2 separate regions of the Gossypium hirsutum genome follow, and region 2 is linked to region 1. The links are chromatin contacts, called in public Hi-C maps. All regions are on one chromosome and are shown on one strand. Each heading gives the region's core, a stretch centred on a gene start, on an enhancer-like site or on the middle of the called end of the contact. The rest is flanking DNA. Distances are from core to core; before and after follow the strand shown.

What was found. Hi-C and Micro-C count contacts between places; a contact is called where the count stands out from the background.
Region 2: a contact with region 1 is called in a Hi-C map of petal, with 4 times the contacts expected there. The contact joins the promoter of LOC107899493 here to the enhancer-like site in region 1. A contact is called at or near these places in 7 of 34 Hi-C or Micro-C datasets (callus, leaf and petal).

The regions. Positions count from the first base shown.
Region 1 is chrA04:64,378,870-64,385,837 of Gossypium_hirsutum_v2.1, reverse strand. No RefSeq gene overlaps it. Among protein-coding and RNA genes, the nearest start is that of LOC107887878, 30 kb to the right of the region's middle. Within about 2 kb of position 3,282, at least 6 of the 9 cell types and tissues checked have an H3K27ac peak or open chromatin away from gene starts, as enhancers often do.
Region 2 is chrA04:64,835,272-64,842,239 of Gossypium_hirsutum_v2.1, reverse strand. It overlaps LOC107899493 (ras-related protein RABC2a), which reads right to left and starts at 2,769. Exons shown (of 6, transcript XM_016825221.2): 1 at 2,289-2,769; 2 at 2,120-2,188; 3 at 848-913; 4 at 304-425. The coding sequence starts at 2,430.

The sequences.
Region 1 (6,968 bases), core at 2,033-4,532:
AAGCCAGCCTCCAACCCTGCTTGGCCAAGCTACATTAAATTTCATTAGTTGTTGGAAACCCAATTCCCCACCCTCCTTTAGGTTACACAACCTCTCCCAAAAGCACCAATGAATCCCTCACTTCGACTGTCATTTTTTCCACTATAACAATAGAACACAACTTCTATTTCATCACAAAATGTCTTTAGCAATAGAAAACATGACATGACATAATTGGGAATAGCTTGTAACACTAATTTAATAAAAAATACCTTACCCCCTAACAATAACCATCAACTGCACCATCCATTTATTCTGCCTCAGATACGATACAGAAAGCAAGCTTTTTGTTTTGACCTATAACCATAGGTAACCCTAAGCACTTCTCAGGATCCAAAGAACTCCTTACACCTAACTCCCTTTCAATTAGTTGGCAAGTTCTTTCACTGGCATTTGAACTAAAATAAACAATGGATTTATTAAAATTAATTAGTTGCCCCGAACAACCCTCATACTCTTTCAGTACATTTTTCTCATTTTTTGCCCCCTTTAAAGACGCATCACCAAAGATTAGACAATCATTGACAAAAAACAAATGTGATACTATAGGCCCTGATTGACTCGATTTCTCTCCTTTTATAAGACTATCTTGAGAAGCTAATCATAACAGAGCAAACAAGCCCTCACTACAGAAAAAAATAAGAAAGGACTTAACAAATCACCTTGCCGAATTCCTCTAAAAATGGAGATGAACCATCTTGGTTTCCCATTCAACACAACTGAATACTGGACAGACGTAACATATCTCATAACCAGCTTAACCCAACTTCCCAAAACCCATTTTCAACATTAACTGTAATCAAGCTTGAGTGCAAAAGATCCTATCTTTTAAGATGGTTAATGTCATTCCACTCTATCGTATGCCTTGATCATATTCAACTTTAGTGCAAAAGACTCTCTTCGACCTCAAGCCACTATGACATTAATCGTAATCGACCTCTCCGGTACAAATACACTTTGCGCTTCATCAATGCAATGCGGCATTATCATTTGCAATCTATAAACAATTGCCTTAGTAATGATTTTAAGCAAGACATTGCAAAGGCTAATCGGTCTAAAATGTGTCATACTAATAGGATTAGATTATTTTGGAATAAGCACTATATTGGTATAATTAATCTCTGACATAGATAATTCATTATTCAAGATATCAAAGCAATAATTACTTACATCAGTACCAACAATAAGCCAGAATTGTTGATAGAACAAAGTTGGCATTCCATCTTTCCCCAGTGCCTTCGTAAGATACATGCTTGAACTGTCGCCACTATCTCCTCTTTCATAAATCTCGAAGTCAAGAACTCATTCATGCTATTGGTAACATGAATCAAAATACCTGAAAGGAGCCTTCTACTATCACATCTACCCTGTGATGTAAACAACTCCGAGAAGTATCAACACGTATTTTGCTCTATCCCTTCATCCCCCATCCTCACTCGTCCATCTCCATCCTCAAGTCGACTAATACTCTTCTTTTTTTACGTTGAGAAGTCATTCCATGGAAAAAAAACCTATATTTCGATCACCGTTTCTCAACCAATTAGCCCTTGCTCATTGCTCCCTATAACTCTCCCCCTTATCAAGCCTTTCCCGACTATTATTATGAGTCAATTTTCCACGTTCCCACATAAACCATTTGCCTTCATAACCCACATCCAGCAAATCACAATCATCAAGAGCAAACCTAAAACCTTCCATACACCGTTCATCTCTTAGGTTTCCCCCTTGCTTCTCATGAGAATACAAAATCTTGTTGAAGTCCCCCATAACCAACCACGGTTTAGAGTTCTCTATTGATAGGCCTCATAGTAAATTCCACGAATGATGCCTCAAACTCTCTACTAGATGCCCATAAAAACCAGTAAATCACCACCTAGTTGCTTCCATGTCACCCTCCACAATCATATCAATATGGCTCAATAATAAGCTTCATAAGGCCACCTTACACCCTTATTTCCAACATAAAGATAATCCCCCCTTATAACTTCACTACTCACATCAATTAATTCTATCAAACCCCAACTCCTTTGAACTTCCTCCATCTTAGAACTCTATAACTTAGTTTCCATGAAGAAAGCCACCTCGGGATTAGTCTCCCTCAATACGTGCCGAAGGCGACGTATCGTCCGGTGGTTCCCCATCCCACGGACATTCCAACATAAGAGTTTCATTGCATCCGGCTGCCTTGCCCTACAGAACCAACCGATATATGAGAAACATGAACATAATTATGTTCATCAGAAGTTCTCCCCGAATCCATCCAATAGAAACTTGAGAAAATCATGAACTACGAGGTCGTTTCTTCCCTTCCCTAACTTCTATGGGACAATCTACTCTACCAGATCCCTATGTGGATCCATATTCTCCTCCCCATCTAGATCAGGCTTCTTCTTCCTCCCATATTCAATCTTAGATTGGCGCCCACATGCCTCAGAAAATCAGCATTTCGAAACAAGCCTTATATATTCACTTGCTCCCATTCTCCCCTTCCCAACGACTTCCCCAACTCACCAAACTTCAGCCCTTCCCCTCCTCATGTAACCAACAGCTTGACACCATCATTGCTCATTTGGGAATCGCTTTCATAGAAAAATCCCACTCAAACACCAAATCTTTCTTCCCATGAACAATCCTTACTGAAAAAATTCTTTCTGAATGTCCCAATCGTCCACACAGGAAACAAAACATCGATAATCTTTCATATTGAAAGCGTACATATATGCAACGTTTGTTACCCAAAACAATCTTTTTCCTTCTCTTCAACGTATTCTTCACATCAATTCTTACCCGAATCCTCATGTAACTCTGATAACCTTTGCTTATGGATTTCGTATCATACTCTAAAATTTGTCCCAGAAAATCCCCAAACTGTTTGGCCATCATCTTAGACATTAAACCCATCGGAAGATCATGAACCTGGATCCAAAAATTTGACCAAAATAATGGCATAGCCAATGAATCTTCCCCTACCTTTAATCTGTGGAAAAGTAACAAATAGTTATTAAACGTCCAAGAGCTTTCTTCCAAAAACCTGGCTAGATCAATCTCATAATAGAGCTTAAAAAGAAATAGTTTCCCCCTAGATCTATAATTGTCACACCCCCAAGCAGATGCTGTAAATTGGTTAAAGTTGTACGCATAGCCTAGAATTGAACAACACTAGCAGTCAAGAAACTGCCCACAACTCTCAAATCTTCCCCTTCCCCCCTCAATTCCTCATCCAAATAAACTTACCATGCATCCTCCTCCCCTCCAACAATCGATAATGCCACCAATTCTTCCCCATTGCATAGTTTTCACCGTCAATCTTGTCTTTTCGCCTTGCATTGCGTGTAAAAATTGTTGAACCAAGAGATCTATTTTGACTAAAACGTGCTATTAGAAGCAAATTCAATAACATGCTATTGGTTCATAGAGTTATATCATTGTTTTTATAGAATGGTTTGATTATTTAATATTTAATCGATGGTGAAGACTTTAAACATTAATTAAGTATTCTAGGAAATATAGTGATAGTATATAATGTGTATATATATATTGCTTATTTCAATACATGTGCAATGAAGAGCATAAATAAATAAAAGAATTTACTCTAAAAAAAAAGAATTTATATTGGTGTTGTTTTATATATTTTGAACAAATGAGTTTTAAGTACTAATATAGATTACTATTAGACAATTAGACAATCTGGAAAAAATATAAAAGGGAATGAGATATAAAGTTAATTTATAAAATACTTAAATCGAAATCATATACTTGACAATAATGTAGAAAAAATTACACTTGTAGTATTTATAGAGTTAGTGATGGTTAATTAAAATTTAAAAATAATTATGATTATCATAAGTATTTCTTATTTAATATAACAAGTTACATACCCTATATTTACACTAAGTGGCACTCTCACAATTTTTTACATTTAAATTTCTATTAGTTAATAAAATGAAAAAGTATTTTAAGACATGTATATTAAAGTAAAACATATATTAGCTAATATATACAAAATTATTAGTATCAAATAATTGAATATTAACCATCTAAGTTTACTGTATGCTCTCATATAGCATGATTTTGTATGCTCTCGTGTAGCATTTGGTTTAAGATTTGGTGGTTTATTTAGAAAACCTGTTTTGACAACAGTGGGGTTCTGTGTAGAGTATGGAAGCGGCGTTGGCAGATCTTCGACTGGAAGATGAAGAGGGAAATGGGGAAGGAGAAGGACGGGAAATAGATCTGGGGGAGGGATTAGTGGAGGATATTTTCAATTTCTGTTTAGTGGGTTATTTTTTTACGGTGACTATCGTAAATTTTCAATCCATGAAGAATGTTCTAGCAAATTTTTGGCATCCCCTTGGTGGAGTCACCATTACTGATATTGGGGACAAATGTTTTCTTTTTCACTTTTATTGCGAGGCTGATATGATGTAAAGGGGTCTCCTTGGACCTTTAATAATCACTTATTAATTTTTGATGTTTTACATATAGGTGCTAATCCGTTAAAAGTCCCTTTGTTTAAATTGACTTTCTGGGTGCAAATACATAACCTTCCTAATGATATGTATATGGAAGCTATGGCAAAACAATTTGGAAGGTTTATTGGCGAATTCGTTGAATATGATGTGAAGGTTGTGGCAGTGGGTTTAAAATATTTTATACAAATCTGGGTTTTGATATACATTCGACACCCACTGAAATGGAAGAAGAAGCTTATAATTGGAAAGACAAAAGAATTTTTTGCCATGTTCAAATATGAAAAGCTAACCACGTTCTGCTTTTTGTATGGTAGGCTGGGTCATGGGGAAAGCTTTTGTCTTATCCAGATCGTTAAGGGGAGCCAAGAATTACCAAGGGGATGGAACATTTCTCTTAGAGCAATGGCGAGGAAGATGGTGGCTGGAGGTAGCATTTGGCTTCACGAGACAGAAGATAATTGGGGAGGTAATTCAGGAGTTACAATGGAGGAAAAAGGAAAGTTTAATTTGAACATTAATGTGGCTAATTTTATGAGAAATGCTGGCAGCAACATGAGCATTAATTTGGTTGGAAAGTCAAAACTTCCTTGTATAGATGAAGACATATTTGAAGCAATGAATGCTAATATGGGTAGTGATAATCGGCCCATTAATTTTGTAGATGGGAAAAAAAGGCCCAGATATTTTGATGATGGGTGTGGATCTGATGAGAATGTTGAATTTGGGGAATCAAAGAAAAAAAGGGTGATGGAAAGAATTTTTCAACGGCTGAACCTATAGAACGGTCAACTGAGCATTATGAAAATATTAAGTTGGAACGCCTGTGGAATAGGGAATCCAAGGTTATTTCGGAGAATCAGCAGTTGCTGAAAAAATATCATCTCTATATAATTTTCTTTATTAAAACAAAACTAAATGGGAGTAATATGGAAAAAATTCATCGAAAATTTGGTTACTATAATGACATTGATGTATCATCTGATGGGTCAAGGGGTCGTTTAAGTTTAGGATGGCAAAATGGTTTGTCAGCTGATTTGCGGAATTTTTGTGACTACCATGTTGATGTACTGATGTTGATATGGATTTGAAGTGGCATTTCACTGACTTTTATGGAGTTCCAGAGGGTCATAGAAGAAGTGAATCGTGGGACTTGATGAAACGACTTGGCCAAAATTATGAAGGGCCATGAGTGATCATTGGTGATTTTAATAAAATTGTGTCGAATGAAGAGAAGCAAGGATGGAGACTAAAAGAGGAACGACCTATGAGCGTTTTTCGAGATGCGTTGGAGGGATGTGGATTAGCGGATATGAGTTTCCTAGGTTGGATAGGGGCATCGCTACTACAACTTGGTATAGTACTTTCTTTAATTATGTCGTTTCGCATCTCACTTGCTTAATTTCAGATCACTACACTTTGTTACTAGATACAAAGGCTTTCAATTTCATAAGTCAAAGGTCAGCAGGGGAACCGGATTTTAAATTTGAAACAACATGGGTGTTGGAGGACTTGTGTAAGGAGATAATTACTAAACTTTGGTAGGATTTAAATTAGTTAAGTATTCTGAACCGTTTGCTAAATATTGGAAAAGGGTTGAATAAATGGGCAACTAGAAAGAAAAAGGACAACAAGCAAGCCATTCATAAATTCCAAAACAGACTCAATGAGCTGTATGAAGCAGATGTAGATGATACCGTGTTGGGTGAAATAATTGAAGCTAAGTTGGCAATAAATTTAGAGGTTGATAAAAGGGAGATCCACTGGGAGCAAAGGGGCAGAACAAATTGGCTAAGGTATGGTGATCACAATACTAATTTTTTCCATAATTATGCTTCATTTAGGTGTAAAGTTAATAGAATTCAGAAATTAAAAGATGGTGATGAAGTGTTACGTAAGGGGGAAGAGGAAAAATTAGATATTGCTTATAATTACTTTAAAGGTATTTTTTAAAGTAAAGGTTTTGTAGGTACGAATGTTATATATAATGGGCTGACTCCAATAGTGACCTGAGAGATGAATAATTCTCTTTTAGAGGATTTTTGTGACCATGAAATTCAAAAAGTGGTGAAGGAAATGAGCTCTACGAAGGCCCCAAGATATCATAGTTTCCCAACCATTTTCTGCCAGAGATTTTGGCATATCATTGGGGAGGATGTTACTCAATTTTTTTCTGCAAGCCATGAATAGAGAGATACCATTGCATGAGATAAATTTTACAAAGATTGCCTTGATCCCGAAAACTGATGAGGCGAATGATATGTCTTTATTCCACCTTGATAAATCATAATTTATACATATTTTTATCTCATGCTTAGCATATTTTTGGATGAATTATCCTTAGATTTGGTGAATTTGATGCTCCTAATCCTTTAATTTCATGTTTTATACTTAGGTGAGCATATGAGAGTAAAAAGAGCGAGAAATGAGCCAAAAACGGAGAAAATGGGTCAACATGGG
Region 2 (6,968 bases), core at 1,520-4,019, 460 kb before region 1:
TGATTCAAAAATAAGTCCTCAAGTAAAGAGAAACGCAATATCAAAGACTATAGGGGATAACACGATAGGCAAAGCAGCTTATAGTATTAATGGGTGCAATGGCCCCTTTATGACTGGTAAAATTTTTCTTCGCATCTTTGTTCCATGAGGTTTCAACATGAAGGAGCTTTGTCCCACAAGAGTGTGAAATTGTCTCTTCACAACAAACTAATCTATCCTTGACCTTTTCAATGGATACGCGTGAATGGAGTTGATTTATCTTCAAATTTTAGTTCTAAAGGATTTGAAGGACACTAGGCTTACTCTGTCAACTTTATTTCCAACAAGCATCTTGACACAGTCCTGATTGGTAGAGAAAAGCTCCACTTCTTTGGCCCAAACATCAGACAAATTTGTGAAGGTCTCTCTCCGTGTTACATCATAAACTATAACCAAAGCCAAGAAATAAGTCAAACAATTATGCCAATTTAATTCATGAGCAAACCATATAATATTTACCACAACCCCTTGAACGGAATCGACAAGAATCGCAGTTGATAGTTTATTCGGGACGAGAATATAAATTTTAGGATCCAGTCCACCATTTTGAAATGATGAACCAAATGCAAATGTGCCATAAATAAAAACTGCATGAAATTGCAGAAAGTAGAGCTCCATCAAGCCACAATGCATCTTCTTGACCAGTCCAAGAAGAAAAGCATCATCAAACTAACCTTATTATCAGCCACATGATTAAGAAACCGTTTTGCTATGATATCAGATAGCTGAAATTCGCGAGATGAAACCGGTGATAGGCTCCATTGAACAAAATCAAGAAAGTAGAATAACGCCGGAAACATGAACTTACCAAGAATGATCCCTTGGGCGCCCCGGTAGTAAGAGCTTGTTAAGGTTCTGAACCTTTCCTGTCCAGCTACAAGAAGCATATTGGTTTCACAAATAAATCATGATTTCTCCACGTTGCAAGACAATTATTTCAATGTGCTTTCATGAAGAAATGAAAAAAAAAAAGAGTGGACAGCTAATAAAAGATTAAAGAAGCAACATCAAGCTAACAACAAAGTTAAAACCCAGAAACTCATTTTAACAAATTAATATATTATCAATTGTATACCTCTTTTCACCATGAATGATTTCACATATATTTTCTGAAAATTTTGATGATATTGCAGAGTGAAGAATTGGGGCCATGAAAAACCATAGCAGATCAAAACACATTAACAAAAACACTTCAACGATGCTAATGTCATACTAATGTATTAATGAACATATTAAGTCGGTAAAAGTGAGCTCTCTCCAATGTAAAATGGAAAACAGTCAACTGACTTCAATTAGACACTGAATGATTTTGACAAAGAAATCTAATTTTAGTCGCTACAAAAAATAGTCACTTTTGTTTGCTTCATGTTAAGTTTTAGTCACTTATGTTTAAAATGTTACGTTTTAGTCACTTATGTTATTATTTTGTTACGAAATAATCACTCTTCCGTTAAGTTCTGTTATCTCCCTAACGGTAATCTTACGTGGCAGTCAAACTAGATATTACTAAATCTGTCAATACATACTTCATCCGAATAAAGTATGCATTATTAAAATTAAATTAAAATATTAAATAAGAAATAAAATTATAAAACAATATGTTATTTAGAAAATACTATTATTGTAATGAGAAACATGTTTTATTAGGTATAAGTATTTAAAATTTTATTTTGGTAATCTGATATATGCGTAAATATATATATAATCATTTAGTGAATTTGTTAATACATACTTCATCCGGACGAAGAATGTATTAGCAGATTCAGTAATATTTAATTGGACTGCCACGTAAGATTACCGTTAGGGAAATAATAGACGTAACAAAATAATAACATAAGTTACTAAAACGTAACATTTTAAATATAAGTGACTAAAATGTAGGATGAGGCAAACAAAACAGACTATAAAATATTTTTATAGTTTATACTATTAAGTCGGTAAAAGTGAGCTCTCTCCAATGTAAAATGGAAAACAGTCAACTGACTTCAATTAGACACTGAATGATTTTGACAAAGAAATCTAATTTGAGACTGGAAGACTAAAATGAAAAATAAAAACAATATTAGCATGAATTTCGTACCAGTATCCCAAATGGTAAGCTTTAATCTCTTGCCACCAACAGATAACAGCTTGATCTTAAAATCCACACCTAAAGCATTAGATTTAAGCAAAAACCCAAATCATATTTTTTACTAATCAAAGATCCAGGATTGAAAAAATGAATGAAAAAAAGAGAGAGAAAATCGGACCAATGGTGGGAGCTAGATCTTCCGCAGAAGCTGAAATGAAGCTAACAAGCAAACTACTCTTGCCGACACCAGAGTCTCCGATCAACAAGATCTTGAATGAAAGATCATAGCTTCCGCTACTTTGCCCTGAAGATGATCCCATTTCAAATTTTCTATTAACTTTTCCACTTCTTTTTCAAGGTATCTGTTGTATCCAATGATGATCTCAAAAAAAGAAAAAGAAAAAGAAAAAAAGAAAACCTTGGGTGAGGAAATGAATGGCTTCTTTCTATCAAAAGTACAGTGAAAAAGAAAGTTAATATATATAAAGGAAAAAATAAAAAAATAAGGGAAGATTTTTTTTTTGTTTTTAAAAGAGGAAAACAAAGGAAAAGGAAAAGGAAAGAGCGAAGCGAATGAATGCTTTGTTTGAGAGAGAAGCTAAAAGAAAACGGCTAACTGTGGAACACAACACAACTGACACCAACGTTATTCTTTTCCCTTTTTTGTTTTTATTTTTATTTTATTATTATTACTATTATGTAGGAATTGTACCCACGTGGCACGCGGGAATAACTGAGAGTGTTTTGCACGCTCCAACCGTCTGGTAGAGAGGTGCTTTCTTGGGACAATCAAAGATTTATGCCTTAATTACTTTGGGACAAAACGAAATTGTGTGCAAGAAATAGATAATGCTAAAATAACTTTTTTAATATAATTTTATTGATAATTTGTTATATTTAGAAATATAATTTTCAAGTAAGTCATTTTTTTAATGATAAAATTTGTGTAGATTCAAGTGATTAATATTATATTCAACATTGTTTGTAAATCTTAAGGAAACTTTTAAGATTTATGTAGGTATAGTGATATAACTTGATTTTAGTTCTTTAATTTTTTTTTGATGATTGCTTCCATCCAAAAAATATTATATTATCAATAAATAGTTAAAAATATATTTTATCAAAAACATAAATAGTTAAAAATTAAATAAAACACTAATATGTTAAGTTTGAATAGAGCTCAGCTCTAGTTAAAATTTTTGTCAAATTATATAACTTTTATCTTCTACCCTCAATATTGTATAAAAAAAAACACTAATAAACAAATTTGCTATGCTTTCATTTTTTTATATGTTTATTTTTAAAAATTTTTACTATATCATACTCCTTGTGAAAATTTTAAATTTCACTTATGATGTAACGGATATTTTCTCATAAACATATTTATGTAAAATTATATAAACAAAACATTAATAATTGATTTTATGTATAATTATTAAATACAAATTGAGTGTTATTAATACTGATTATAATTATAATTGTGTTTTAGAAAATAATATATTAATATTTATTATTCAAAATTTTCAATAATAATTTTTTCCTGTTATATCATGCATCATATTGCCATCATCGTTGTTTCTTTGAAAAACATATTTTATATTATCGTTGAATTTAATTTATTGTAACAATTTTAAATTCTAACATGAATTTATCAATTTTTAATATTTAGTCACCAAATTGGCAATTAAACATTCAGGGTTTGGTTCTCCAATACTTTCATTTTTAGAATTTATTATAAAACTCAAGAATTTGTTTTCAATTTTACGAAAAAGAAAGGAAGAAAGAAATTTTACATTTTATCTAATAAATACAATAACAATTATAATAGCATTGGTCCTAAAGGAAGCTTAATTTCAAATTTCGAAATTTGATTTTACTTCATGAATGATATAATCATTATAAACAGCTAGCATACAATATATTATTAGAAATTTGTTTCTATTCATTGGTATTAAAAAGAATTTGTAAGAGAAGTTCTTAAATTTTTATACTGACGGTAAAATATTTGAATCTAACATTCGGACTCAATCCAACCACACTAGGGTGAATTTTTATTTTTTTTAAATGCGTTTGAAACACAAGGTATAAAATTCGGAACAAGGTTGAGTTGTGGCACTAGGTTACCATCCTTAGCTGTGCATTATTATATTTGTTGAACTAAATAATCAGCATGAAAGAGATGACAATAGAGAAAGGAGCTTAGTTCATCTTAGAGGGGCGGAGAGCCATATGACGATTGTGATAGATGGTAGGTAAGTTGAGTGTTCAGAAGTAAAAGAAGATAGGAACATGGATAGAGAGAAAGAGAGAGACAAGGTTGTATGTGTTCATCATAGAGGTGAAAAGGATTTTATATAAAAGTGGACCTATTAAGGAAAGACGTGGCAACCTCTTGCTAGCCCATTGATCCCTTCAAGGGTTTTAGTTAGATGAGCGATGTAACATTGATGAGGTTGTAAGGTATGTAGGTAAACAACGATGATAATCCCATTGGTGTAATTTGACTATAAGAGGTGGTGACTCTCGTGTTCCCTAAGCTTTGATTGAATAGTACCCTTGATAGAGGTGTGTTGGTGGAGCTATATTCTGGTGAAGGTACTATGTGTAACAATATTATATTAAGAATTCAAAAATAACAAAAACAATGACATGTAGTAACCTTATAACACTGGTTGTTAAGTTTTTTTTTTTGGTAAATGAACAAAGCTAATCATCAACAACTAATATCATGAAGAACACAATCTGCCTGTAGTGACTCCCAACAGGTCACCTAACAAAGCAGACAATATGTTGTCGGGCGGTTGTATCCACTCTTGTAGCACAAAATCATCTTCTACTGACATCTTCCATAAGCAATTTACAACATAATTGGCTTCCTTGTATATATGGAAGATTTTCAATTCCCAATCTCTGCTGCTAAGATTTCTAATGCAGTTTAATAAAGGTTTATGGCTATACTCTCCTTCACCTGCATCAATCTATTTAACAACCTTCACACTATCAGTTTCTAGCATCACTCCCCTATATCCTTTATTCCAAGCAATCAAGAGACTGTTATAAATCACCCAAAGTTTATCCTCCAAATCTCCGACTATAGCCTATCTGCCACATACCATCATCATCCCGAATAATGATTGCTATAGTAGCATCTGATCCATAATTAATCATCGCATCATCAGCATTTATTTTCACCCATCCCGTAGGTGGCAGCTTCCACCCAACTTAAATCTAAGCATTTGGTTTAATAGTTACTTTAGCAAGAACATTATCCTTAACATGTTGGGCCTAGCTGATACTGTGATTGATAATATCAATAGATGAACAAGAGGGCCTCCGAAAAATGAACTCATTTCTCTATTCCTAAAGATTTCAACAGGCCATAGCAAATAAAGTATTCCAGTGCACTCCCACAATTTCATCAATCTCAGAGTTTGCAAGATTACTAGATAACCAGCTTCCAAATTTAGAATCAAAGAAAATTCATTGAGAATATAGAGGAACTAACCTTTTCCGTACCCAAGAAGTGACCATGCAGTCCCTTACTATCTGTAAAGAGTTTTCTTGAGTTACACTACACATAGTATAAGTAACATTCATCCTCATTCCCCATCGGCAGCTTTTCGAGTTTGTTAAAAGCCTATCTTAGGCAAGCACTCATAAAAATGTCTCACTTTTTGAGTAACATCCGGTCGCCAAATAACTTAGCAATAAGAGTTGCTTGCAACCTAACTATGTCCAACTGTAACACCTGAATATCATTATTAACTAAAAATTTAGGAAGCTAGGACTAAATCGAGAGGACTGATGAATTCTGGGACCTCAACGAGTAATTTAAAAATTTAAGAGGTCAAATATTGATTAGTTGGATTCCAATGCTGGTTGGGTTAGGATGGAACTGACTGGTTCCAAAGTGGGAGACAAAATGATCAAGAATGGATAGTGGAAATGACCAATGAGAATCATGCCTAAGGAGTATATATAAGGCATGGTTGGAGGCAAAATTTTTTGAATTCTGTTGATAAAAATTTTATCCTCTCATAACATCTTCTTCAGATGTCTTGAAGAAGGAGGGGATACGGATGAAGAAGGCTCTGTATGCAGCAACAGAAGTGTGGGCTTAAGGCTAGTAATGAGGTTTTGGAGAAACTGATAAGTTTCCTCATCTGCCTCTGTGTTTAAGAAATAAAGAAAGAATTAGAATAAGATTCTTGGAGCTTCTTTATAATTTAATGTTCTAGGTTTTTAAGAATTTACTATTGTTGGTTTAACCAAAACATGGTTGTCGTGCTTAGCTGCCATGGCAAAGGAGGCTCTCGCATTTGGACTAGCTAAGCTGTCAAGGGTAAGGAAACAATGTTAGTGTCTGTATTCTGTCTTTTGGATGCTAAATGTTGCTATGAGAAATTGTCATATAAATATTGATAGTGTTAGTAGATGATTGTCTGGAGTAATATATTTATATGTATGGTATGTATGATTAGTGTATTCATGGTATGAGAAGGGTAACTAACTATGGGTTAGGCGAAGTTAGGAATGAGAAAAATGGATGATTCTATTATATACTGCCATACAGTGTTGTTGTGTGCACTCATGATGAGCGAAGCTCCGAGCCTTATGGAGGGGACACTACGTCATTTGAACATCAAGGTATGAGAATAGTGAAATGGAGGAATGGAAGGAATACGAAAGGAATGGTACATAAGAAAGATCATGGCTAGGCTATGGAACCAATTAAATGCTATACTCCTAAATTGAGTAAGACTATAACTGAAAGATGTTATGGCATCATGATAAAAACGAGTACGACCATGGTTGAAAAATGCTACGGGATTATGTGAAAGCATGCCAATATGGCTAA